3 separate regions of the Gossypium hirsutum genome follow, and all the other regions are linked to region 1. Evidence: chromatin contacts called from public Hi-C data. All regions are on one chromosome and are shown on one strand. The core of a region is the stretch at or near the end of the contact, and the rest is flanking DNA. Distances in the headings are between cores, read along the strand shown.

The links. A called contact is a pair of places that touch in the nucleus more often than the background predicts.
Region 2: a contact with region 1 is called in a Hi-C map of leaf, with 3 times the contacts expected there. The contact joins the promoter of LOC107897148 here to the promoter of LOC107896978 in region 1. A contact is called at or near these places in 16 of 34 Hi-C or Micro-C datasets (callus, hypocotyl, leaf and 2 more).
Region 3: a Hi-C map of hypocotyl shows a contact between it and region 1, with 2.9 times the contacts expected there. The contact joins the promoter of LOC107897149 here to the promoter of LOC107896978 in region 1. A contact is called at or near these places in 8 of 34 Hi-C or Micro-C datasets (callus, hypocotyl, leaf and 1 more).

What each region holds. Positions count from the first base shown.
Region 1 is chrA10:71,341,749-71,346,779 of Gossypium_hirsutum_v2.1, reverse strand. LOC107896978 (pentatricopeptide repeat-containing protein At1g63080, mitochondrial) reads right to left here and starts at 2,874. Exons shown (of 1, transcript XM_041079162.1): 1 at 1,142-2,874. The coding sequence starts at 2,872. The coding sequence ends at 1,241.
Region 2 is chrA10:70,890,622-70,895,652 of Gossypium_hirsutum_v2.1, reverse strand. It overlaps LOC107897148 (protein maph-9), which reads right to left and starts at 2,633. Exons shown (of 2, transcript XM_016822495.2): 1 at 2,055-2,633; 2 at 1,015-1,352. The coding sequence starts at 2,438. The coding sequence ends at 1,194. LOC107897144 (O-fucosyltransferase 1) reads left to right here and starts at 3,503. Exons shown (of 10, transcript XM_016822492.2): 1 at 3,503-3,615; 2 at 3,719-3,890; 3 at 4,604-4,682; 4 at 4,783-4,853. The coding sequence starts at 3,608. LOC107897147 (alkaline ceramidase) reads left to right here. Exons shown (of 3, transcript XM_016822493.2): 3 at 1-216.
Region 3 is chrA10:70,984,505-70,989,535 of Gossypium_hirsutum_v2.1, reverse strand. It overlaps LOC107897149 (probable sucrose-phosphate synthase 3), which reads left to right and starts at 2,314. Exons shown (of 13, transcript XM_041079160.1): 1 at 2,314-3,093; 2 at 4,045-4,277; 3 at 4,885-4,948. The coding sequence starts at 2,818. LOC121208013 (secreted RxLR effector protein 161-like) reads left to right here and starts at 765. Exons shown (of 1, transcript XM_041078540.1): 1 at 765-1,406. The coding sequence starts at 765. The coding sequence ends at 1,406.

The DNA.
Region 1 (5,031 bases), core at 1,625-4,124:
AGCCTGTCTAGCTCTTTAGGAAAGTATAGAGAAGATCACTAAAATGCCTATATAGATGGCATTGTTTCTGTCAAGAGCACAACTGTATAATATGCATAGTAGAACTGATTTCGACTTCATTAAGGGCTAGTTTAGCATTTCTTCCAAAGTACTTTTGGGCCAAAAAGCACTTTTGAGATAAAAACATTGCTAAACAAGATGCTTTTGAGCAAATACTTTTAGGATAAAAAAAATGCTTTGCAAAAGCACTTTTTTAACCAAAAGCAGAACCAGAAAATTTTAGTTTTTACTCAAAAGTGCTTTTTGGCTCAAAAATACTTTTGAGAAGTAATTCTGAACTAAAAGTCTAAGAAACAATCAGACTGCATTTTGGTGAAAGAATCTGGCAACAAAACTAGTGTACGAGTCATGTACCTTTCACCAACGAGGAAAACACAAATGAAGTATAACCAATGCTTAAGGTCTGTCCACAAATTTTCAAGTCAGCCTCTCCTCATATAATTTTAAACCCAGAATCATTGTTTATTTTGTTTCAGAACTACAGTCTTAGCCATTAGTAAACTAAGATTAAGTTTGACCAATCCCATATAAAACGCAACGGTGTCATCCTGTATTCTTCATCCACTTATATTTCCTTCTAATAATAATTATTACATAACATTCCAGAGCGATAGAATTAATAGTGCCACTGCCAAGGCTTTCTCACCTCTCCTTGGCATTCTCCTTCTAACATTGATGGCATTCGGGGTGACAGCCCTCAAGCAAAAGCCTGATTATGGCATAAAAAGAGAAGCCAGTATGAAAAGTGAAGCCTGGTTATGGTGATGATTCATCTAAGCATGGTTTAGATGGAATAACAGCAGACAGCCCTCAAGCAAAGCCAGACGATGAAGAAGATATTCCTAACTATGACATTTACAAGCCTAAACAAGAAGAAAACCGTGAGGAAAAAGAAAAGCCTTATGTTGTTAAACCAAAACCAGAAGAAAAACAATATTTCGGTTTCCTACCTATGTTAAACCAAAACCAGAAGAAAAGCATTATCATGGCAGTAAACCAGACAACTAAAAGCAAGCAAAGCCAGATGAAAAGTGTGTTATGGAGGAGGGAAAAAAAAGGCTGTCTACGAACCAAGCACAAGAAAACAAAAATCAACCCGAGTGAAGGAAAGCTTTACTATGGCACAAAACAAGGTAATGGCTTTACACCTCTTCGATCATTACCCTGTAAGTAAATTCATTTACACTTCTTCAATCATTATCCTGTAAGTAAATTCATTCGGCTTCACGCCTTTTTGATCCATCACCTTCAGTACTTCATGAGTTTTTTCTTTTGTTCCTTGTTTGCTGATAGCATCCAACAAAATGTTAAAAGTTTCAACATCAGGTACAATATCTTCAGCAACCATCTTACTAAGCAAGCTTGTTGCTTCTCCACATTGTCCTGATTTGCATAATCCATGTATTAAACAACTGTAGGTGACGATGTCTGGTTTCAGATCTCTCTGAATCATTAATTTGTACAAGGTAATGGCTTCTTCAATCTTTTTTTCTTTCCACAAAGCATTGATTAAAGAGCTTAAGGTTTCCACATCAGGCTGGACTCCATTCAACATCCTACTATACAAGCTAGTCACTTCTGCACAATTACCTAAACTCCACAATCCAAGTATTAAAAAGCAGTAGGTGACAATGTCAGGTATTACATTTCTCTGACTCATTAGTTCCAACATGCTAATGGCTTCTTCATACTTGTTTTCCTTGTACAAAGCATTGATTAAAGATCTTAAAGTTTCCATATCAGGCTGGACTCCTCCATTCAACATCCTACTAAACAAGCTTGTGGCTTCTGCACGTTTATCTGAATTGCACAATCCACGTATTAAACAATTGTAGGTCACAATGTCAGGTTTTACACCTCTCTGACTCATTAGTTCCAACATGGTAATGGCTTCTTCAGTCCTCTTTTCCTTGCATAAGGCATTGATTAAAGAATTGAAAGTTACTACATCAAGATGTACTCCTTCATTCATCATTCTATTGAGCACGGTTGTTGCTTCCGTCCATTTGCCCGAACTGCAAAACTCATATATTAAACAATTGTATGTGACAACGTTAGGTTTTACATTTCTCTGTATCATTAATTCCAACACAGTAAAGGCTTCTGAAGTCCTCTTTTCCTTGCATAAAGCATTGATTAAAGAATTGAAAGTCACAACATCAGGATGGACTCCTTCATTCATCATTCTATTGAGCAAGCTTGTTGCTTCTTCCCATTGCCCAGAATGACAAAGTCCTTGAATAAGAGGATTATAGGTAACAACATCCGGTTTCACGCCTTTCATTAGTTCCAGAATTTCAATTGCCTCTGATGACTGCCCCTCCTTGCATAAAATATATATCATGGAATTGAAAGTTAAAACGGAAGGTAAAATTTCAGATGCAATCATGTTTGCAAAGAAATTCCTGACCAATCTCCATTCGCCAAACTTGCATAAGGCATGAATTAGCATAGTATAAGTGATAACATCAGGCCTTGTGCCTCTTTGGGTCATTAAATCAAATACAAATATTGCTTCTTGGATCTTCCCATCCTTGCAAAGAGCAGAAATTAGAGTATTTAAGGTATAGACATTAGGGGAAATCCCCTTGTTACCCATGTCAACTAATAATTCTTTTGCTTCATCCCACTGGCCAACGCTGCAAAATCCATTAATCAACGAATTGAATGTAACAACATTAGGCTTAATTCTCCTATCTAACATATCTCGAAAGATAATCAAAGCCTTGTCCATGCAATTCTCTTTACAGAATCCATCAATAATTGTACTATAGCACACCGCATCAGGTTGAAAGCTTCCATTTCCATTCATCTTTAACAGAAGAAGAACAGCAAATGAGAATTCCCTGATCTGCAAAGTTCCCTCATAATAATACTGAAAGTGTATTGATTATGCGGATATCCAGTCTCCAATATTTTCCTAAACACTCCCATTGCCTTGTTAATCTTACCCTCATCGCTCAGTCCAATAAGCAGAGTATTCATGGTATAATCGTCAGGTTGAAGACCAAGTTTTACAATCATAGCCAACACAGAGAAACCTAAGTCCACCTTCTTCAAATTGCACAAACAAAGGATCCAAATGTTCATTGTAAAGATATTAGGTTGGAAGTCACTACAACCCATAATCTGTTTACACATGGAAACAACAAATGCACATTGTTCCATCTTGGAGACTGCTCCAAGCAGATAATTGAAAGCCGAAACTGAGGGCAAGGGTCTCATTGAAATCATGGAATTGAAAAAACCCAGAGCTTCATCAAGCTCAAGGGATCTTGATTTACACTTATGTATGACCAAATTCTCGAGATAGGTGGGTTTGGACATACCCATCTTGACATTTTCATCAGAAGCAGTAGAACAACTGGAAAGAAAACACGTAACGGGCAGTTTAGAAAAAGGAAAAAGAAGAGAATTAGGAAGAATAAAACCAGAAATCGTTGAGGTTATTCTCTTCGTCTTCATTACCGTCTCCATATCATCACTGTACAGTTGCAATTGAATCAGTCAGGACAAAACTATATTTGGCTCGGAGAGACCATTTTTTTTTAAATAATAGGACTGGACTTTATTGAAAATGAACTGGACCCAGCAATAAAGTTCAACAGATAACAGAAGCCCAGCAGCGAGACCCACCGGGCAAAAAGAAAACACAAAAGAAATCGGAAGAAGGAAACTAAAAGTCCCCTGTCAAGTCGAATTTAATGAAACTGCCACCCACCACTCTCCAAATCTACTTTTCGTCAAAATCAGAAAAAGGAAGCTACTTTTCATCAAAATCCTTTATCTTCTTCTCCGATAGTACGAAAGACCTTTGAGATTCTCAGTCAGGTTCACGTTCCAGCTGCCTTCCCAGTCCCAGCGAAGCGACGGTGTAAGAAGGCAGACTCCGTTCCAGGTAAAACTCCTCTTCTCTCTTTAAACTCTCTGTGGCAATAATACGAGTTGTCTGATTTACCCGTCTAAGAATATACTTAAACCATATCTTGTTAAATCGACCCTTATTCTGGTGTATTTTCTCTAATATAAGCTCCTATTTCTGGCTTGTCTTCAACATCAGCCTGACATTTTTTTATAATTGTTAACGCATCTCCCTCGATTTCTACTGCGTCCAAACACATGGTTATCCCCAACCTAACTGCATGAGCGCATGTACAAGCTTCCGCGACAAAAGAGGAGGCAATCCGATTCTCCACCACTGACTTGGAGACCAAAACCTCCCCCCTATCATTTCTGACCACCAACCCCACGGCAGATCTGAAGTGATGATGGTTAAAAGCCGCGTCAAAATTGATGCGCACGGTTCCGTTCTCTAGGGGTTTCCACTCTAAACAAGAAAGATGTTTGGTAAGGCTTCTATTACTCATAGCATCACTTTCCTGCACAAATATGGTTATTATGTTCACTAACTCCCTCCCTGAATTATTTTGCCTTTCATGTATTACTTTGTTCCTCGCATTCTAGATAACCCAAAGTGCGTAGCAAAACGTTCGACACTAGCTGCTCGATCCTTCTGCAAAAACCCAGGTGAGCCACTCCCAGTTCCCCAGATTCGGTTTAGATAATACACAAACTAAATTTAAATGCATCCATACTACTGTTGACACATGACAGTCTCAGGATACATGTACAATCGTTTCCACTCCCACGCCACATCTTGGGCAGATTGAATTTGATCTAAGTTGTCTGTACTGTAAAAGTATTTCGAGACTTTCCAAATTGTAATTTTCTGTTTTGCTGGGAGATTAAGGCTCCATAATTTTTTGTCAAAGTATTTCAGTTCATTTTGTATCTCATGGGCATTAAAGTCAGTATTAGAGTCAAGTAATAATTTGTATGCACTCTTAACTGAAAACTCGCCCGAAGATTCACCTTTCCACTCTAGCAGATCATTGTGTTCCACCGTGGCCAGAGGGATCCACAAAATTCTGTCTGCATCTTCAACGGAAAAGGCATCACGAATCACATCAT
Region 2 (5,031 bases), core at 1,384-3,883, 450 kb after region 1:
TGATAGTATTGTTGGGACTTTATTTTCAGAGTAATGCTAGTCTTTTCCAGGAAAAAAATAAAAAAAAAAAAAGAAAAAAAGAACGGGAAGTAGTCTGTCCCATAATTTTACATCTTATTCTTCTGTCAGTTCTTCCAATTCCCTCACCCTTTTGTAAAATAAAGTGAACAAGGTCCGTTGGTCTTTTAATTGTTCATATGCCATGAGATTCCATGATGTCGTTTGTTCCAGAATTGTTGATATGCTAGATTCGCTCTGTTTTGTCTTCCAACTCTCAACCCTGGAATTTTCCTTTTGTACCAGTTTCAAAGCTTAAGATCAATATGTTTTTTAGGCTTTAAACTAAAAAACACTATTAGGGCTATTGTATGAGTTGATGGTACATGGGAAATTAGATTGAGAACCACGGTCTTTGTTAGTTTCTCCTGTTGAGATCCCTTGGGGGCTACTGATTTTCTTTAAGGCACTGTTCAGTAATCAGGAGACACAGAAGACCAAAGAACGGAATTAATTGGACTTTCTTCTTCATTGTCAGAGGGAACTTGGTTTTCAAGCTCTATAAGATCCAACTTGGATAACATTTTGTTTGCAAAACTCAAAAAGTTAATCGACGGAAGCATCATCATTTCTGCAAACTGTCAGGCAGGCTCGTATTTAACAGGCCTTGTATAGAATCTTCAAGTCTCTTCCACATTCCATAACATACTTGCCCAGATTGATTGTATATAAAGTTACAATATATGTATATACATATATAGAAAAGCTTAAAGTTGAGCATAGCTGTATCAAGCATGTATCCAACACTCATCTCAAGTTCCAAAAGCATAGCTTGAAAAAGGGTTAAAGCAACCAGCGGATTACATTGTTAGCTCAGAAGGTTTAGAGACCAACAGTGTGGTCTGTTTGTAGAAGAAAAGAGTAGGATAAAGGCAATAAAGGCAATAAAGGCAAGAGTGAGAGACAAGCTGATTCACTTGAACAGTTGAATAGCATTCAGCCAATAAAGTATATATATGCATGCTTGAATAATAGTCCAAAACTTACTATAAATCTTCAATGAAGCTGTTACCAACAAACCACATTGATGCAGGGTTTTAACAGAGAAAAACAAACAGTACACAAACATTTCCATTAGTCACTAGATTCACGTAAAATCCTTATTTTATGTTCTTCGAATTTAAAGGAAAAATCAGTTAAAAAACAATGGCACTAAAGATCTTACTCTCCAATTCCTGTTCTTCAATCCACATGGAACTTCTTCTACGCACTAGATCTTTCGCCTCTTTCTTCTTATTCTCATGTAGCGTTTGTTTCATTCTCCAATTTTCAAGCTTTTCTGCTCTTTCTTTCAACTGCATTCATGGAAATAGAACCTTGACCATTTGATAAAGACCAAGATTTGAAGGATCAAGTAACTTCATATTCAAATTGAGAAGTAGAAATAGGGCCATAGATATAAGGTAAGGCTAGGGGCTTAACCAGGCCGAGTTGAGCTCAAGCCTGAAAGAAACTTGAGCTTGATACAAAATCAATAAGATTAAAAAAAATCCAGCTGCTTGAGATCGGCTCAATTCCCATGCTCAACTTCAAACTCAATAATGTTAGTAGTAAGCAGAAGTATATCATCATGTTGACCGAGATCAACCGTAATTACCATATCACCTAGCCATGGTAGAATGAGAATCAACCATATCCAGCAGGGCATCAAGGGATAACAACTATTATGATATAGGATATCCATACAGTCAAAGTGTAAATGCCAGTATAAATTTAGTTCGTCGATTCAATGGAACAAATGGATAGGCTTGGGAGATTCTCCTACTCAACTTAAACTAACGAATAAAGGTAACAATAAAATTTAATTTCTTAACTGAACATTAACTTTATTTTATATATAAACTAACATAATCGAAAGATAGGCAAAGGAAATTAGGGTTTTGAATCTGGTGTTTCACTTAAACAAACCTACCAATCCCAATTTCCAATTTTTTTAATTTTATAACTGAAATTCATCATAAAATTCAAGAAACAAAGTATGAGTGGTAGAAGATTACCAGGGTTTGTCGAAACTCTTCTTCAGCAACGATACGCTCTTGAGCTCTAACCCTAGCAGCCTCAGCCTTAAGCCTTTTACGCTCCTCATTAGCAACTCGTATAGCCTCTTTCCTAGCCTCTTCTTTTCTGAGCTTCTCAAGACGCAACAACTCCATCTCGTGGATGTACTCCTTGCGTACATTTTTTACTTGCTTGGCGTAGTCTCGTCGCAACAGGGCGAGTTTCTTCTCGGCCTCTTTGGGGTTGTTGGGGGTCTTCCAGCTGCCCAACAAGGAGTTGGGATCTAAATATTTGTGGGTTTTCTGGTGGTGGTTCTGGTGGGATGATTTGGTGGAGAATGAGCGGGTGAGGGTTTTGGAGAGGGTCCTGAAAGAGTTCGGCATTGCTGTGTTCTTCGAAGCTACTCTGCTGCTGGTGGAGAAAGAGGAGGGTTTTGTTTGTGTTGGGCATGGGCTACTCTGCCATTAATGGAGGCCCAATCCAAGAAACAGTTCCAATTACTCAACACAACCGCCTAATCCCATCGTTCATTTCCCTTCTCCAAACTACACCCCAGTTTTCACTCATTAATCATTATTATTATTTTCTAAATTTTTTAAGGTTTAATTCTAATTTCGTACTTTTATTCCGCTGTTTTAATTTGTCGGAATTTGTTTTTACAAAAATTACGAAGTTGATCAAATTAGATAATATCATGATAGATCGATGACTTGAAAATTAACCGTTCATTAATTTTATATGTAAAGAGTTAGTAATAGTTTTGTAATTTGTATAGCAAAAATAAACTCTTCAAATTTATGTATTTAACTAATAATTGGATTAATTTCTCATTTTTCATAAAGTACAGATTAAATTTTGACAAATTAAACGATAAGGATGAATTTCTCAACTTTCTTAACATAGAGAGATGAAATTTAGAATTAAACCTTTTTTTTTTAATTTTTCTGGGTGAAAGGCACCGTTTACTCTTTGAATTTGAAAATTTTTCTTAATTTTGTCAAGTTTAAAGATTAATGTGAAAAAATAAAATTAAGGAACTAAGTTGACAACACGAACTAAAGTATGCTTTATTTCTCATTTATTTATCTATTTTGAGTTAAAAAATGTATTAAGTTTTTGTACTTTTTGTATATTCAACATATAGTTCTTTTACTTTTATTTATAGGAACTTCTTTACTTTTTTTATAAGTTTAATTATAGCACTGTTAAAATTTTTCTATTAAATTCATTGATTTGATATTTTAAAATAAAAAATACTTACTTGATAGTCATATAACAAAAAAAGACAGTTGTAATAAGTTTGAATTTAATAGAATAATTTTAATAATTTTAGATCCAAAAAGTAGAAGGATAAAATTAGTTAAAATAAAAGTAGTAAGACTAAATTACAAATGTACAAAGAGGGCAGGGAGCTATAGCACATTTTAACCATTACTTTGACTAATTTCAAGGTTTTACAGCGCGGCAAGTAAAACCGACAACCAGAAAGAAGGAAATTTGTAAAAACATCAGATCTGGGAATAATACATTGCTTTTTTTGTCTTTCGTAATTATGCGGAGGTTTACAAACTAACTAGTTGATTCGTTTTTCCGTTAAAAATTTCGGTTTTCCGTTGAACCAGACTGCCATTTTTTAACTTCTTCTTTCTATTTTGTTGCTTAGGTCGGGGCTGCATAGGCAGCATGGGAAACAAGGAGCTGGAGGAGGAGGAGTAGGAGCAAAGGGAATTTACGCCAAACTAACGATTGCTGTTGTGGTGCTTTTGATCTGCACGCTCTCGCTTTTGTTTTCGGCTACAATTGGCGGAAATCGCGGATCTCTAGAGCCTTCCGAGGTTAGTGGTTCTTGTAAAGAGTTAGGATCTGATCGTCTTGAATTTATTCCCTGGCTTTGTGATTAAATTTTCAGTATTAAGCGAATTTGCGGATTGCTTCTGTTATCAGATTGTTGAAACTTAATAAGGCATAAATGTTGTTAGTTTGTTGTAATGGGTAGCTAAGTTTGTTGTCTGAGTTAGTCTATAGTAATGCTCACGCTCTATAGAAGCCTTGGGGGAATCTCTTGTTTGATGCGTCTGCAAACCATCTCATTTGGTCGGTACTTTATTTGGCGTTTGTAATGTACCTCATAAATTGACCTATTTACTTGCATGAAAATTCATCAAAGTGGAAATGTTTTATTTATTGCATTGGTTTGGTTTTATGCTAATTTGCTAGGATCATGCGGATTAAGTCCAAGAGGATCATTAGCTAGTTTTCAGAGACTTTAGGTGTTTTTATGCATGATTCCGCTTCCTTTAACAATATTTGTTGATAGGTTTTTGTTATCTTTATAGGAAATGGTTTGAGATAATCGTAATAAAACAGTTCCTCTGTAGTCAGATGCTTGAGACTGGTTGTTGTATTATTTCATACTATATACCTGTGGGAGCTAAACCAGTGAATAGGATTTATTCTCGCCCTTTCCCACTTTTAATGGCTGGTCATCATTGTCAATCACTCTAACCTTTGATCATTCTTTTGTCTTTTTTCTGAAATATTTATTCAGATCAATGCAGAAGAACTTTGGGAAAGTGCCAAGTCTAGTGGATGGAGGCCTTCATCTGCTCCACGATCTGACTGGCCCTGTAACTACTCATAACTTTCCCAAAGAAAAAAAATTATGTTTGAATTGATTTTATGTAAAAATGTAAGTTCCTTAGAATTCTTATTGCTATATTCTGGCAGCTCCTCCAAGGGAAACTAATGGTTATCTTCGAGTCCGTTGCAATGGCGGTCTGAACCAACAACGCAGCGCGGTTTGTCTTAACCTTTTTGCTGTAAATTCTACTCTATCATACTCTGTGTTTCCATGGAAATCAAATGGGTGCAAGCCAGCTTGAGTTTTTATGGTTATGTTTTGTTTTAGATTCTTAGTGTAAAAAGGCTTAAAAGTTTAAAATAGAGTTAGATTGTATTGATATTGCTTCTGTGGTT
Region 3 (5,031 bases), core at 1,065-3,564, 360 kb after region 1:
AATTGAAATCGCTAGCGAAAAGAGAAGTGTTTGGACCTGTAGTCCGTATACCTACAGGTGTGAAACCAGTGGGATACAAATGGGTTTTTGTGCGTAAAAGAAATGAAAATAGTGAAATTGTAAGGTATAAAACACGTTTAGTTGTACAAGGATTCTCACAAAGACCTGGAATTGATTATGAGGAGACATATTCTCCTGTGGTGGATGCAACTACATTTAGATTTTTGATAAGTCTGGATATAAGAGAAGGGCTTGATTTACGCCTAATGGATGTAGTAACAACTTATTTGTATGTCCCACTGGATACTAACATTTATATGAAACTCCCTGAAGGATTTAAACTACCTGAAGCAGTGAGTTCAGGTTCTAGAGAACATTATTCGATCAAATTGCACAAATCCCTTTATGGATTGAAATAATCCGGACGCATGTGGTATAATCGTCTAAGCGAGTATTTGTTGAAAGAAGGATACAAGAATGATCCAATTTGCCCATGCATTTTTCATTAAGAAGTTTGGATCTGGATATGTAATTATTGCAGTATATGTTGATGATTTGAATATCATTGGAACTCCTGAAGAGATCCAAAAGACTGTTAGTGCTTGAAGAAAGAATTTGAAATGAAAGACCTTAGAAGAACGAAATTTTGTTTGGGGTTACAAATTGAGCACCTAAAAGAAGGAATCCTTATGCATCAATCAACGTATATTTAAAAGGTGCTAAAGAGATTTTATATGGATAAGGCACATCCAATAACTACCCCGATGGTTGTAAGATCACTTGATCCAAGTAAAGACCCTTTCCGTCCTCGGGAAGATAGTGAAGATTTTCTTGGTCCTGAAGTGTCATACCTCAGTGCAATTGGGGTATTAATGTATCTTGCTAGCCATACCCGACCTGATATATCTTTTTCTGTAAATTTGCTAGCAAGATTTAGCTCATGCCCAACTCAGAGACATTGGACTGGAGTAAAACAGATATTTCGTTATCTCCAAGGCACAAAGAATATGGGTCTATTTTTCCCTAATAAATCTAAGACAGAGTTGATTGGTTTTGCAGATGCAGGATTTATGTCAGACCCTCATAATGGAAAATCACAAACTGTATATGTTTTTACATATGGAGATACTGCAATCTTTTGGCGCACAATGAAGCAAACAATTACAGCAACCTCGTCTAATCATGCAGAAATCTTAGCAATCCATGAAGCAAGTCATGAATGTGTATGGTTAAGATCTATGATCCAGCATATAAGGAATAATTGTGGTTTATCATCTAGAAAGGAAGCTACAACTGTCTTGTTTGAAGACAACACAACATGCATTGATCAGCTCGATAGTGGATACATCAAAGGTGACAGAACAAAACACATTGCACCAAAATTCTTCTTCACTCATGACCTCTAGAAGATTAAGGAGATAAAAGTTAAGCAGATCAGTTCAAGTGAGAATTTAGCAGATTTATTCACTAAGGCGCTTCCTACATCAGTGTTTCAGAAGCTTGTTTACTACATTGGAATGCGTCACCTTCGTGATCTCAAGTGATGTAGCCATTAGGGCGAGTTAATACGCGCTGTACTCTTTTTCCCTTAACCTTGGTTTTATCCCACTGGGTTTTCCAGGTAAGGTTTTCTTAATGAGGCAGCATATCAAGCGTATAATTATGTACTCTTTTTCCTTCACTAAGTTTTTGTCCTACTGAGTTTTTCTTAGTAAGGTTTTAACGAGGTATAATTAGATAATAAACATCCAAGGGGGAGTGTTATGAAATATTTATGTGGATGTCATTATCAACTCCATAAGTTATAAAACTTTTTCTATATCCCATTAATATGAGAGATAAAAGGTCATAACATTTTACATGCCCTATAATAATTAGAGAGTTACTTTTAACCCCTATATATATGGGGCTCATGTACTCATGAAAACTATATATATAAAAAGAAGATACACTCTCTCTTCTATATTCTCTCTACACTCTTTCTTCTATCACATTGTAATTTATTCTTTTTTTATTATTTCACAACATTTAATGATTAATTTATAATTTTTTAAAATTAAATGATCAAAATATAAATTTATCTACTAATCAGTTATTTAATAAAAACACAAACACCCAAATCTGTGGAGTTTTAAAAGGAAAAACAGGAACGAGAAGCGGACAATCCATGGAAAGGTGAAGAAAGGAAAACAAATACACCCAAATCCACACCCACACCTTGCATTCCATATCCGAACTGTGTGAAACTAAAGCTTTACATGCAATTTTTTTATTTTATGTAAACGTGTCGTCATCTGGTTAACCCACCATTCTGTAGCCATGTGTTCCTTTTTGCATGGACCTCTCTCCCTTTCTCTTCGCTTCTCTCATTAAGTTGTTCTCCCTTCACTTTCTCTTTGTTTATTAATGCCTTTCCTTCTCTTCCAGGACTCTTTCCACCCTAAACGAATTCTACCTTTTTCAAACCTTTTTTTTTTCAAAACTTTCTTCCCGAGTTCTTTTAACGTTTTTATTATTAATTCAATGTAGACACCAAGACACTCCCCTGTATATTTCTTTTTCTTTTCCTATCATTATTGTTTTGTTTCTATTTTCAAATTCAACAATTTTGTATTCATACTTTGTTTTTGAGTTCTAAGTGAAAAAACATAAAAACACTTCCCTTGTACCTGAAGCCCGAAACACAAGGCAGCCTTATGTTGTGTTGATAAGTTTTTTTCACAGAATTGCTTTGATATTGAAAAATCAGGATGCTTTCTTAGGCCAAGAAAGCTGTAGAACTGGCTTTGTTTTCTGGGAGAAAGTGAAGGAAAAAGAATGGCAGGGAACGAGTGGATAAATGGGTACTTGGAGGCAATATTGGATAGTGGAGCAGCAGCTATCGAGGAACAAAAGCCAACGGTGGATTTGAGAGAAAGAGGTCATTTTAATCCCACAAAGTACTTTGTTGAAGAGGTGGTGACAGGTGTTGATGAAACCGATCTACATAGGACATGGATCAAGGTTGTCGCCACCCGGAATGCCAGAGAACGTAGTTCCAGGCTCGAGAACATGTGCTGGCGCATTTGGCACCTTACCCGTAAAAAGAAGCAGGTCCCTCCTCTATCCTTCTATCATTGTTACCTTTCTATTCTTTTTCATTTACATGTACACACATATATGTATATGTATGTGTGTGTGTGTATACACACATCACCATGAAAAGCTGTTGAAATTATGGCTTCCATTTCTTAGTTTTAAAATGCAAATTTCCAAGGACATGTTACATGTATTCTGTTTGTAGTAAAAAGTACCTGACCTTAGTGATTCATGTGAAGGAAAAAGTACATGTATAATAAGCATACTTATTTGACCTTATGTGGATGGATGTTAAAAGTTAGTAGGCTCTTTTAGGCCTTTTCCACAAGAAGTAGGTGACTGCAATTACACCCTTTGGTAAAGAGAGGAAAATTATGAATCATTTTGAGCAATTGGCATTCTTAAATTGTATTGGCTCTTCTTTTATTTTTACTTTTTTCCTTATGCGTTTATGATTAATCTAGATTCGGTACTTTGTTGATCAGGCTGAATAGCCCTTGATTCCTTTTAATGCAGCTTAAATCTACAAGTATGTATGATAAGCCTGACTGAAGTTAGCAAGAAACCATGAAAAATATTAGTAATGAATACGTGTATAATTGTATAGGCACGTGTCTTTGGATGTCCATGTACGTATGTGAGGACTAGTTAGGTTGTCTTTCTCGATTATCCAGTCCGGTTAACAGCTTGAATATTTATATCTGCTCATTTTACTATATGGTACCTTGTGTTTGAAGAAATTCCTTGTTGAAGGTAGTTAACTCTGTAAAATGGACAATTCTGTAAGTGCTTCTTCCTGTTTAATTCGACTAAATGAGAGTTTTGCTAGAATAGTTCTAAGGTCTGACATTTCCCCTTTTAAGTAAAATAATATATTTTGAGAGCCAAGAAACCTGAAATAAGCTTTTACTTACTGAAAATGAAACAATGTAGAGGACTCAAATCTCAATCTTGTTATGTAAATAGTTGGAATGGGAAGAACTGCAAAGATTGGCAAAGCGGAGGTGGGAACGTGAACTAGTGCGCAAGGATGCCACTGAGGACTTGGCCGAAGACCTGTCAGAAGGAGAGAAGGGAGACACTGTGAGCGAGTTGATACATGCTGAGACCCCAAGGGTAACTTTCCATATTAACGCTTCCAGCTTGGAACTGTGGTCAGATGACAAGAAGGAAAAAAAACTTTACATTATCCTTATCAGGTATCATTTTCCCTCCTAGTATACATCAATCTTGAGTTCATCTTAGATTTGTCCATCTTAAGCCTACTTTATAAGTTAGTTTTTGTCCATGGATTCAATGTACAGTTTGATAAAACCATTTTTGGTGTCGTATTTCGTTTAAAACTTTAGAAGAGAAAGGAAGTGCTTACTTGCCTAATGATAGCCATTGCAATTTAAAATGGTTAACCCCATCCTCTAGTTGAGAACATCCATTGAACCGAGATGAAGACAAAGGACTTATCTACTCTATTTAGTTTTTCAGTTAAACCAATGATTTGTTATTGGAAGAGATGGCAAAAATCTTTTCAACTTACATGTGTATTTTTCATCTTCCCAATGATTTACATCTTTCATTAACGGAAAATTTTTATGTATGTAGTTCTTGAATTTCTTCATTTCATTGTCCATAGAATTAAAAAAAGAATGTAAAGTGACACGAACATCCCTGAAAGTTACCATCATGATTTTACTCCAAGTGGCATGACTTCCGTGCATTATAATGGAAAAGTAACTTCAGAAATTCTATAAGGAATTCTCCATTAACAGTTCAATTGAAGCACAGTTTCATTTATTTTCTGTAAACCAGTTTGCATGGTTTGGTCCGAGGAGAAAACATGGAGCTTGGTCGAGATTCTGACACTGGTGGACAGGTAAATGTTGTATTACTAAACGATATATATATATTTCTCATATTTTGGCCTCCAATTATTTTCTGTTTTCATGAAAGATAAAA